Regions from separate parts of the Mus musculus genome. Here region 1 is linked to region 2. Evidence: chromatin contacts called from public Hi-C data. All regions are on one chromosome and are shown on one strand. Each heading gives the region's core, a stretch centred on a gene start, on an enhancer-like site or on the middle of the called end of the contact. The rest is flanking DNA. Distances are from core to core; before and after follow the strand shown. Region 1 holds the start of A730094K22Rik (a long non-coding RNA gene). Region 2 has its middle 15 kb from the start of Gm28703.

Region 1 (6,084 bases), core at 2,463-4,962, 540 kb after region 2:
GCTGAAGAGAAGAAGAGTGCTCCACAATCTGCATACTTCTCCAAGTGTAGGTAAGTGCATGGTGGGTATCCTTTTAGAAATATTTGCTAGAATTGTCAAAACTGGTTTTCAGTTGGTCTAATCCAACCATGAAAATGGGATCTATGTATCTGAAAGCCTTCGAGCATCCCAGATTCTAAAATTCATAGTGTCTAAGTCCATCCATAGGAAATTGTGCTAGCTAGCAGACTGCCCTGAGCACTCCAAGGATACCTGCCCCCAACAGACAGTGTCCAGGCAAAGATCCAGGTAGCAAACTCACCATGCCACTGTCACTCTCCTGAGAAAGGTCTTTTCAAATCCATGTTGCATGGAGTGCCAGAGCAAATGTCAGGAACAGTGGGAAAGGAGGAAATGAAAATAAAGGTAAGGGGGGGGGGGGGGTACAGTTGAGCAAAGGGAAGAAAAGCAAAAAGAGGTGTGCCGTATTTTCCTTTTATCTATAAGATCAGATATGTCCATGATCTCCTAAAGAGAATTTTTAAAAAGTTATTACTTGTTTTTTATTTATGTTTTTCCTGTGCCAAGTGTCATTTTTCTTCTATTATATTCCTGGAGGGAAAAAAAAAGTATTTGGACATTTTTTTGAGGTGTCATAAGGAAGGTAACAAGAAGTAGTTGCAGAATATGTAAACTGAATTATATACTCAATATATGTTATAGACTCAATAAATTATATACTAGCACTAATCCAGAAATAATGAGACTATGTAGCAAAACTGTTGTGCCTCCCTCTCCCTCCTCCCTCTCCCTCTTCCCTCTCCCTCCTCCCTCTCCCTCCTCCCTCTCCCTCCTCCCTCTCCCTCCTCCCTCTCCCTCTCCCTCTCCCTCTCCCTCTCCCTCTCCCTCTCCCTCTCCCTCTCCCTCTCTCTATTTCTCTATTTTACAAAGGGGGATTTGTATAGACTTCCGTGGGCATAGGGCATATATCTTACATCTGTTTTCATATGGACGCTTTAGCCAATATGACCCTTGAGGATACAAGCTTAATATCTCTTCCACTCACTCCCCTGATTTACAGAAATGTGTTTTACAGTTTATATTGACAAAACACTTTGGAAATGTATTTTATTTTATTTTCCAACTGGGAAGCAATTTTTGATATCTTTCCATGTTTAATGGTGTTCCTGTTTTTGAAAAGTGATTCTCAGAAAAGAAAGACTTGAACTAATGGTATGTGAGACAAAAATGCTAGTCAAGTGCCTTTATGTTCAAATCAATTAAGCATTTACCTTGATTAATCTGTTTCATAAATAAAATTTTATCTTTAGACTTTTTTTCTTCTAATTCACTTAGCAATAGTAAGCGAACTTGCTGTTTTGAAGGAGAGATTTTTTTTTTAAATGTAGAGCCCATCTTGTCCAGGGTACTGAAGTTCACAAAGAAAAATCTGAGCTTTGTCAAGTCAAAAAGTGAAGTCTTAATGAGACAGTACCAAACTTGCATGGCCCCAAGGAATCAGCTCCAAACTGTATATAGATAACTTACTTATTTGGAGACAACAACAAGCACAAATAAGGACTTTGAAATTTAACACTTTCATAAAAGTAATTCCTTACATCTCTAACACTTATTGATTAAAAACTCCTAATAGCAGCAGACTTTTAGTGTAGTTTTTTTTCCCCTCGAGTTTTAATGTTACACATATAGTCTGGAATATGTGATAGACCCATAAATTTCAGCCCTCTGCACTTAAAATAGCAAAGCCCTCTGGAAAGACTTATGGAACATAAAAGAAGTGCATAAAATAGCAACACTGAAGTTACTGAGTGAGTGCTGGTGAACTACTGTCCTCTTCTCCCAACTATTTCCCAATCCTGTTAACATGGCTTTGGAATTTTAATTAAAAGTCTAGATATGAGCTACTTCAAGCTATAAAATTACAAAAAAAAATTACAAAATGATCAGTGAGGGGAAGTAGTTTTGACCTTGAGCCTTTGTTCTGTTACTTTTATTTACCCTAAATAACATTTCTTTCAAACCTTTTTAAACATTTCAAGTACATAATTCAAGACATTGTTTCATTTGAAGCCTGCTTGTAAAACATTGTAGATTTACTTAAGGTGGTCACTTAAACTCTCCAAAATCTCCTTCAAAAATACATAAATCTTATAAATGTTTTGATCTGCTCATTTTATAAAAATAAGCATTGCATATTTCTGTAGATCAATGTATGTGGTTGCCAAATAATTATTGGCTAAGAAACGAATTAATTTCAAATAAAATGTTCAATAAAATTATCAGAATGTTGACAGAAAACAAGTCTACAGTACTGTGAAAGTTTGAAAACAATATTAAAACCCAGACTATTGTCTTTCTCTGTGTTTGAGTCATTTGCCTTGGATGGTACCTTTCTGGGCATTGCTATAACTACAGTGGCTTGGTATTCTGATCCTGTAAGTACTGGATAAATACATTTTACATTTTTAATCGTGAGGATGATCCTGTATTGTCAAGAACCGCTATTTTTCAACAACAAGTAAAGATTTGTCTAAGTTGCCTTTTTATATGCAAGGTTTTCCATTCAGTTATCTAATTTCAAAGAAATTCATTATGACAAACAGTATTCAAATCACTTGGATTTGCAAAGTGCCTTTTTCGTGTGTGTGTGTGTGTGTGTGTGTGTGTGTGTGTGTGTGTGTGTATTTGCATTTTTTCTAATTTCAGTTAGCTGTTTCTTCAGAAAATCATTTCTCTGTCACCTGTGGCACTGCACTGTGAACCGCATGATTTTCTTCCCTCTGCCCACTTCGAGGAACGAACCCAAGAGAGAATAGGCCTCTCCATGAGTGGCCCTGCTGAAAACGCATCGGTACTGGGACTTGAACGGATGGAATGATTGAAGTTGCTGCTTAAACTAATATAATATTCTGTTTTAGATTAGTTACTACAAACGCTTTTACAAAGAAAACCTACTTTGGATGTTACAAATAAAAAGTTCTATTCCTGAAGCCGAAGTGCAAGGCTCTCCTGTTTATCTTGGCTATGTCTCTGGGGGAACGGGAGGACGGCTAGTCATTCTATCGATCAAGCAGAACTGTGTAGGAGCTCCAGCTAAAGCTCTGGCCGAATGGCCAAGAAGCTGGACTCTAGGTGAAGAAGCAGAAAGTCTGAGTTTACAGGGGTGCTGAAGTCCCTGGCGACATTTCTCGAGAAATGGTACCGATGAGTCTTCCACATTTACAAAAACCAATATCCCCTCAAACCAGGTAGAAAGTTTCATACCTACTTGTACGGGAAGGAAAGTGAGAAGTTAAGTTTCGATGCTTTGAAAAACCGAATCTCTTTCTCTTTCCTTTCCTGCTATGTTCCCAAGGGAAAAGGTGGATAGGACCTGCAGCCAGAGCAGTCTGCGCTTTCTTTGCTACGCCCAGTGCGTCCAGTGCGGGAAGGAAAATTAACGAGGCCCCAGCGGGACGGCTGCGGCCAGGCAAGGGTCCTGCGACCATCAGCCTATGACGTCAGCCGCCATTCTGCCTGCGTCAGGTCCCCAGCAGCCCCCACCCACAGGAGAAGGGGGCTGGCTGGTATTGGGAGCCCAGGGCAAAGGCCCCTTTAACCCCTGGAGGGAGGAAGGGAGCTTAGTCTGTGGTTCCCCAGGAAAGTTGAGTTTCCGCTACTCGGGGACTACTGGCTCCCAGACTGCAACCAAGTCTGGAAACACAAAAGTGAGGGTAGTCTCTAAGGCCACAGTGGGGTGAGTAACTTAGAAAACCAAGCCAGAATCCAGGCAACTTGATTCCCTTTCACTCTCACTGGGGCCAGCATTGGTTTGTACTGATTCCAAAAACTAGGGCCGAAAAAGAAAAGAATGTGATGGTGAACTTCAGGCTGGAGTCACGAACTGGAAGATCTGTCCGGGACCCGCCTCTGGGGGAAATAAACTCTGCTTTCTACCTAACTAGCCAGGAGCTACCCTCCCTTCTTCTTTGCCTGCCTAATCTCTATGGTCAGATTTTATGAGACCCAAATGCTGAAAACTTCTTAGGGAGATAGGGAAAAAATGTTTTATCCAAAAGAACTTTGGCCTTCATGGTGCGGAGGACCTAAATGTAGGTTGCCACCGGTCCAAGACTAATGTCTGAATCTACAGAACTGGGACTGAAAGAGACAATCTATCACAGGCCAGCCCTGATAGGATTTCCTAACTCAAGATTTTTGTTTTGTTTTGTTTTGTTTTGTTTTTTAAGAACAGTTTCCCTCCCTGGAGTTCTTGCTTTTAAAGTTTTTGTTTGTTTTTTATTTAGTGATAGTAGTGGCCTTTCTCGTTTAATTTCCTTTTTTTTTTTTTTTCCATTTTCTACCAAGAGGACTGAAAGGAACGGAGGAAGAGACTTCTTGAACAGATGTGAGTCCTAACACTGCTTACTGTAGTTTTCTCCAATAATAAATCCGGCTCTCTAGAACCAGCCCTGCGCTGTTCCAGCAAAATCTGCCTAGGAAAGACAGCGCTCCAGTGTGCGGAGCTGGCTCTGAACTGCTACACTCCCCAGGGCTTCGGCAGTAGAAGCCGGTGATTGGAAGTTTGCAAGCTCAGATTTCCTTGCCTCAACCTACTTCCAACCTGCAGTACTTTGAACTACAGCAAAAGCGAATTTTCCCCCATCGATGGATACCCGCTAGAGAGATCTGTTGAAGGACCGGGGAAGAAAAGTCCTTCCTGGTCTTGCATCCCCTAAGAGAGTTTTGATGAGGCTCTAATGAAAGGAAAGCACCCCTTTTGTCGCAGTAAATACCAGGGAGCCTCCGAACCCACCAAGCCACTGGCCTTCCTGTCCTGCTTGCAACTTCTCCAGCGGCAGGCTCAATCTGTTAGGCACAAGTTTTTGGGGGGATTTCGTGGCCAGTCTTCCCTATCTGGGTTCCAACGTGTCTCAGCATAAGTTGTTGAAGCAAATTAAAGAAAGTGGAACTTTAAAAAGGCTTTTTAAAAAACCTCTGGTCATGTTTTCTCCATGTGTTTCTGGAAGCTTGTATTACCCTCTAGTATCTCCTGAAAATATGTGGTTACACTCTAATATATCGTAAGATAGTCATATCTTATGGGTATCCGTAACTGTGCTCTGTTTCCCCAGCGTTGCCCCATAAGATTTTTCAGCTCGGAATACATTAGAAACTGATCAGTCTTTTCTATAAGTCGTTGCCTCAAAGTGAACCCGTGGAGGATTCCAGGAATTATTCAAAATGTTTTTTATTTTGTTTTACTTCTTGTTGCTTATTTATTTAAGGAGTTAAGAATGTGTCTTTTACCCGGAATCCTTCATTGCCCTTTTCAGGGCCCTGCCTGACACTCGGTTAAGCCTCGGGACTTAGAAAGATCATTTCCTAGAACACTAATTTAAGCGAAATCTGGACTCGGAGCGTGGGTTTACATGCCCAGCTGGAATGTCTAATGTATCAAATCCTCGTTAACGAACGGCCTGCTCCGTGGCCATGTCAGCCAAAGGTCAGGCCTATGCAACAGGGCAGAGCAGTTCAAAAGCCCTCTTCCAGCCAGCACCCTGATCACCACCGCCCCCATTCATCGCTCACATTTCAATGAGAGTGCACACAGGAGCTCCAGCTAGAAACGCCATGGCTGGTTTTTCTGTGTTTACCCCGCTTCGTTCTTCACATTAGTAAACATGTCTTAATGTAGCTGATTTTTTAAAATTACGAGTTCTTATTTCTCGTAGGAAAGAATCAATATTGGCAGACAAAACAATTGTGAAATTTCCCCTAGAAGCATGTATACTTTAAAAGCTTTTGAGTGACGCACATCTTAAGTCTTAAAACAGTAATAATGATAATTTCACAGAATCCCAATAAAAACATGAGCAAATTTTGGTGGACACCTTTGTGATGAAAAATAGCCTAGGGGAAGTCAGGCAAGTCTCCTGCCCAGTCGTCTTACCCAGCGATAAAAAGCTCTCTCTCTCTCTCTCTCTCTCTCTCTCTCTCTCTCTCTCTCTCTCTCTCTCTCTCTCTCTCTCCCTCTCTCCTCCAGGACCAAAGAGAACCCAGGATCGCTAGGCTGGCACTAGTATCTCACGCCTCATTACGAGG
Region 2 (6,011 bases), core at 3,444-5,943:
TTATCTTTCACCTTAGAAGGAATATCTCTGCATGCCCCACACCACTGGACTCCTAAGAATTTCACTGAGGTAGATGGTCCTTGAATTTTGGTTGGATTTATTTCCCATCCTCTGATACGCATATGTGTTACCAATGAGTCCAAAGTGGTTGCTACTTCCTGCTCACTTGGTCCAATCAGCATAATGTCATCAATATAGTGCACCAATGTGATATTTTGTGGAAGATCCAAACGATCAAGATCCCTTCTAACTAAATTATGACACAGGGCAGGAGAGTTAATATATCCTTGAGGCAAAACTGTGAAGGTATACTGTTGGCCTTGCCAACTGAAAGCAAATTGCTTCTGGTGGTCCTTATGGACAGGTACTGAGAAGAAGGCATTTGCCAGATCAATAGCCGCATACCAGGTGCCCGGAGATGTGTTAATTTGCTCAAGTAACGAAACTACATCTGGTACAGCAGCTGCAATTGGAGTTACTACCTGATTTAGTTTTCGATAATCAACTGTCATTCTCCATGATCCATCTGTTTTCTGCACTGGCCAGATAGGAGAGTTAAACGGAGATGTGGTGGGAACCACCACCCCTGCGTCTTTCAAGTCCTTGATAGTGGCAGTAATTTCTGCAATTCCTCCAGGAATACGATACTGTTTTTGATTCACTATTTTCTTTGGCAGAGGCAACTCTAAAGGCTTCCATTTGGCCTTTCCAACCATAATAGCCCTCACTCTACAGTTCAGGGAACCAATATGAGAATTCTGCCAATTTCTGAGTATATCTATCCCAATTATACATTCTGGAACTGGGGAAATCACCACAGGATGTGTCCGGGGACCTACTGGACCTACTGTGAGTCGGACATCAGTCAAAACTCCATTAATCACCTGCCCTCCATAAGCCCCTACTTTAACTGGAGGGCCACAATGTTTCTTGGGATCCCCTGGGATCAGTGTCAACTCAGAACCAGTATCCAGCAGACCCCGAAAAGTCTGATTATTTCCTTTTCCCCAGTGTACAGTTACCCTTGTAAAAGGCCGTAGGTCCCTCTGGGGAAGAACTGGAGAAAGGGTAACAGCAAAACCTTTGGGTGTCTTATCAAGATCCTTCCTCAGCGGAACCTGGCCACCCCTTCATTCAAGGGGTTCTGGATCTGCAAACTGTCTCAAGTCTGGAAATTGATTCACTGGCCGAGATTGCTGTTTACCACGATCTAATGTAGCCTTTCTTTCATTTGTTTGAGAATTTTTCTGCTTATACAGATCAAACAAATATGCAGTAGGCTTCCTATGTATTTCATTCCTGGAAACACCATGATTGGTTAGCCAGTACCAAAGGTCCAACCGAGTCATGCCATTATAAATTTCACCTCTCCTGTGCTGACCATTACTGGGTATGTTATTATAAACATTCTTTTGTCTACGCTGTCCATTATAATAACTAGAATCACCTTGTCTCTGGCGATGCAATGCTGCCACCTGGCCCTTGTTACCTCGGAATCCAACTAAACCCAGTGAATTTAATTCATCTAATTGAGCAGAAGCATCTCCAATGCTAAGATCTGGCACAAGGAAAAGGGAAAGAACAAAACCCTTCAAATGTGCTGGTGCCCCTCTCACCAATTTGCGTCTTATAGAGCTGGTGAAAGGCATATCTTCTGGACCTTCCCATTGTGGACAATTATGCTTTACACAATATATCCACTCTAGCATTGCAATTTCCCTAAGTCTTAAAATCCCTTCATCAACACTAAGCCACAGAATATCAGGCATCTCCAAGTCATTTCCAGTAGGCCATCTTTTGATAAACACCTCAGCCAACCATTCAAACAAACTTTTGACACCTTTTTTAACTATGCGAGCTTCCGTATTAAACCTAGAATCTCTACTCAGAGGACCCATGTCAATAAACTCAGCCTGCTCTAGTTTTATGTTCCTTCCACCCTTATCCCACACCCTTAAAATCCATTCCCACACATATTCACCAGGTTTCTGCTTGAATGAATTAGCAAACTCATTAAGCTCCTTCGTAGTGTAGCGAATTTCCTCATGGACTACACTTTCTACCTCTCCTCTAGGAGCCTGTTTTGCTTTGAGTCTGGTTACAGGTCTAGAAGAAACTATTGGTGGGCCTTGAGAAACATCAGTAGTGAAAGTCATTGCTGGTTTATCAGACTCTGCAAAATTAATATCCTCATGTGGGGAAGGCATTATTTCAAGGGGTGGGGCTGTGGGTACTACTTCCTCAGGTGGGGCAAACCCTTGAGAATCTGAGGATTCAAAATTCTCAGCTTCAACATGGTCTTCCCACACATCCCCATCCCATGTTGTAGGATCCCATTCTTTGCCAATTAGAGCCCTTACTTTAACTGTCGACACACTCTGAGGCTGAGACTTGAATTTTCGCTGTAGTTCAGCCAACCTTACAATGAGAGTTTCTGTTTGATTTTCTGCAACTTGAGCTCTATTGCTACAAGAGAGAAGATTCTCCTCAAGGACACACTTAGCAACTTTTAGATCGTTTACTTGTGTCTGGAGACTTTCGATTTTATCACACAACTCCTTCCTTTCATTCATCATTCTTTCCACAGATACTAAGAGCAGCCAGCCAGTAAAATCATTTTCCGATTTTTTCCCCATCTTGTAGAAAGCTTTGTGCACTGAATCACCTAATTCATTAAGAAAATCAAGGGCATTAGCTTCTTTAAGTTCGGAATATAGTTTCAACCATGGGTCTTCAAAATTCTCTGAGCTCCCAGGAGGGAGAGAATCTGGAGAGGTTTCAATAGTTGAAAGTGCTGGTGGATCAACAAGCCAATTCCAGTATTTTAAAAGATTCATCCTTGTACTTCTGTTACTCTAGAACCACTCCTGGTACCAACTTCTGTATTAGTCAGGGTTCTCTAGAGTCACAGAACTTATGGATAGTCTCTAGATAGTAAAGGAATTTATTGATGACTTACAGTCGGCAGCCCAATTCCCAACAATTGTTCAGTCGCAGCTGTGAATGGAAGTCCAAGGATCTAGCAGTTACTCAGTCTCACACGGCAAGCAGGCGAAGGAGCAGGAGCAAGAGCTAGACTCCCTTCTTCCAATGTCCTTATATTGTCTCCAGCAGAAGGTGGAGCCCAGATTAAAGGTGTGTTCCACCACACCTTTAATCCCAGATGAAAGGCGTAGCCCAGATTAAAGGTGTGTTCCTTAAACTCGGAGATTCAATCTTCTGGAATCCATAGCCACCATGGCTCAAGATCTTCAAACCAAGATCCAGATAAAGATCTCCAAGCCTCCAGATAAGGGTCACTGGTGAGCCTTCCAATTCCGGATTGTAGTTCATTCCAAATATTGTCAAGTTGACAACCAGGAATAGCCACTACACTAATCAATTAGTTAATAAAAATAAAATGCATAAAAAGTAGTAGTGAAATGGCCTAGGTGAACATAGGGCATAATGAGGTGGGGAAGGTCTGAGAACGGGGAAACATTCAACATGTAATATATATGTATATGAAAGTTTAAAATATAATAAGCTATATTTTGGTAAAATACTGGTGATCTGAAGGGGAAGTGAGGGATAATGGGGGGAGGGAGGTTTCAGTGGGGATAGGAACTTGAGTATAGAGGCCGAAGAGGGTGGTGGTGGTGGGGGATAACTAACTCTAAAAATGTTTGAAGCCCCCAGTGGTGGTATATGCCTTTAATTCCAGCACTCAGGAAGCAGAGGCAGGCAGATCTCTGTGACTTTGGTGCCTGGTTTACACAGCAAATTCCAGGACAGCCAATGCTACACAGTTAAACTCGAGCTCACAGAAACAAAACAGCAACTAAAAAGTTTGAAAACCTGTATGGAAAACTACTATTTTACAAGCTTCCAGTTGTTGATAAGATGTTTCCTAGGGCCCTGAAAACAATACAAGCTATTGCAATTTCTCTTACTTGATCCATCAGAACTTGATAGTAAGCCCTTATGGCTGAAGACACCATCCATATTGGTCACAGGACATGAAAAATCAAGTCTTTTGCCTGCCTTTTCCTGGCAGACTTTTTCCCTGCTGATCAGCTTTCAGAGACCTAGTAAGTACTATGTAGGCTGCTGGGGGTGGGAAAGCATCAGCAGTCTTTTCCTGGCGACACCATTGTGAGCTGCAATAATGACCATCATGGAAAATATGCCTATAGTGGCAACTGATGTTGGAACAGTAACAACTGCTGCCTTCTCACTGATTTTAATGTTACAGCATGAAAGAAAAAAAATGGACCTGATATTACAGTTCTTGTCAAGATCCCATGCTTGGGGTGCTGCCAGTTTCCAGGAGTAAACCTGCTATTGTTATTTTGCAAATGGACAGCATACCAAAATGTTCTCTAAATTTGTATCTCTGTAATTGTACATTAGCGTAGTTCTCAGACCTCGTCAGAGAAGTTTCTTCCTATAGCGGATGGTGGTTTTGCAGAAACTCACAACAGAGGAAACTACAGACAATAATCGAATGTGGAGGGCTCGTTCCACAAGTAAGACACCTGTTTCAAACACTCCCTCTCAAAGCTCAGGGACCACTGCAGAAAAGGGCATGAGAAGACTGTAAGGGCCATAGGTTGGAAAGAACGAGAGCCAAACGGTCTCCTCTCGGTGACAGGACTGCTGCACTCATGAATATGAACACACAGCAGCTGTGTCTTCCTGGACAAGACTGCCACGTGATCAACCCGGGAAACATTGTAGTGTGGAGTAGAAGGAGACTCATGAGCCCTCACCCTGAGCCGAGGAGCTACGAGGGTGGCTTCTGGGGAAAGGAAAGTCAGTTTTCTTTAAGTGTGTGGATCCCGGTAGGATGATCACGCTTCTTTAGTGAGTGGATCCCGGTAGGTTGAGCATGCTTCTTCAGTGGCTAAGTTACATCGAGAAGTGTGTGGGCAATACAGAATGAAGTCAATGGTCCATTAAACAAATAAGAAAAACAATAGAGAACATTTAAGTTGTGACAATAGGGAGCTGAGGGTGGGTCTGAGAGGAGTTAATGGGAGAAACAGAGGGTTAACCTGATCAATATACATTGTAGAAAAACCTAAAAGGCATAATTAAAATATTTTAAGAAAATAACAAAAAAGAAAATATTGCAGAGTTAATTTAGTGTCAAAAGTTGGAAATAAGCTGAATCTCAAGAAGAAAATGAATTTTTAAAAATAAAAATATACATAGTTTATTTATATAAGTCTATATTATATAAGTATAATTAAAACAGAGATTTGTGGAAAATACTACAAGTCATAATTTTGAATATAGAAGCAAGCCTCAAATGTTATTATTCTTTATATATTAACATTAGAGAAGCATTATTTAATAGTGCTCTTTTGTGTTAACTTAGGAATGGATGACAAAGAATATATCACACAATAGAAATAAGCAAAAAATATTCTAAGCGATTAAATTTTAATTTTATTATTTACATTAAGTTATAAACACAAAGTAATTGTTATTTATCAAGCCCTCAAGAGAATAAATCTATTGAACAAATGTGGTTCAACTCAATATTTAGAATTTAGAATTATATATTTTAATCATTTTGCAATATTTTCCTTGAGAATTGACTCATACAAAATCATTTGTTTTATTTCTTCTCTTAAACACTATTAAAACCAAGAACAAGAATTCTTAAAAACAATAACAGCATGTAAGGGAAAGGCATAAAAAATATTAAAACAAAAGCTGAATAACAGGCACCCGATGAAGTGTTTACAAATTAACTGGAACGGAACAAAACACAATCTGGAATGCATGTGTTTGGAGTTGTCACCAAGATAAAACAGGCTGCTTGACTCAATGCCAAAAGACGAGCTAACCAAATATCAATACTTGGTAAGAAGAGAAAGGGAGCCTGGGAGCAGGGAAGGCTCATGCTGACGGGGCTGTCCTCTTCAGCCACCAACTCCTAATTCCAAAGAGAACAAATCTGGGCTGGTCTGTAAAGAAAGAGCATTACTCTCCACAAAGTAGAGCTCATTGCAGGCAGATCT

Evidence for each region. A called contact is a pair of places that touch in the nucleus more often than the background predicts.
Region 1: a contact with region 2 is called in a Hi-C map of cerebellum, with 3 times the contacts expected there. The contact joins the promoter of A730094K22Rik here to the enhancer-like site in region 2. A contact is called at or near these places in 3 of 484 Hi-C or Micro-C datasets (cerebellar granule neurons, cerebellum and cerebral cortex) and 4 of 115 datasets of contacts at active chromatin or transcription factors (embryonic forebrain, embryonic hindbrain, embryonic midbrain and 1 more).

What each region holds. Positions count from the first base shown.
Region 1 is chr9:91,347,516-91,353,599 of GRCm38.p6, forward strand. A730094K22Rik (a long non-coding RNA gene) reads right to left here and starts at 3,713. Exons shown (of 2, transcript XR_379700.3): 1 at 3,269-3,713. The region is part of intron 1 of Gm40546 (a long non-coding RNA gene); the gene reads right to left. Gm40545 (a long non-coding RNA gene) reads left to right here and starts at 3,651. Exons shown (of 2, transcript XR_870994.1): 1 at 3,651-3,736; 2 at 4,348-4,974.
Region 2 is chr9:90,811,203-90,817,213 of GRCm38.p6, forward strand. No RefSeq gene overlaps it. Among named protein-coding and RNA genes, the nearest start is that of Gm28703, 15 kb to the right of the region's middle. Within about 2 kb of position 4,694, at least 1 of the 459 cell types and tissues checked has an H3K27ac peak or open chromatin away from gene starts, as enhancers often do. A contact at or near this core is called in cerebellum, where this site is marked.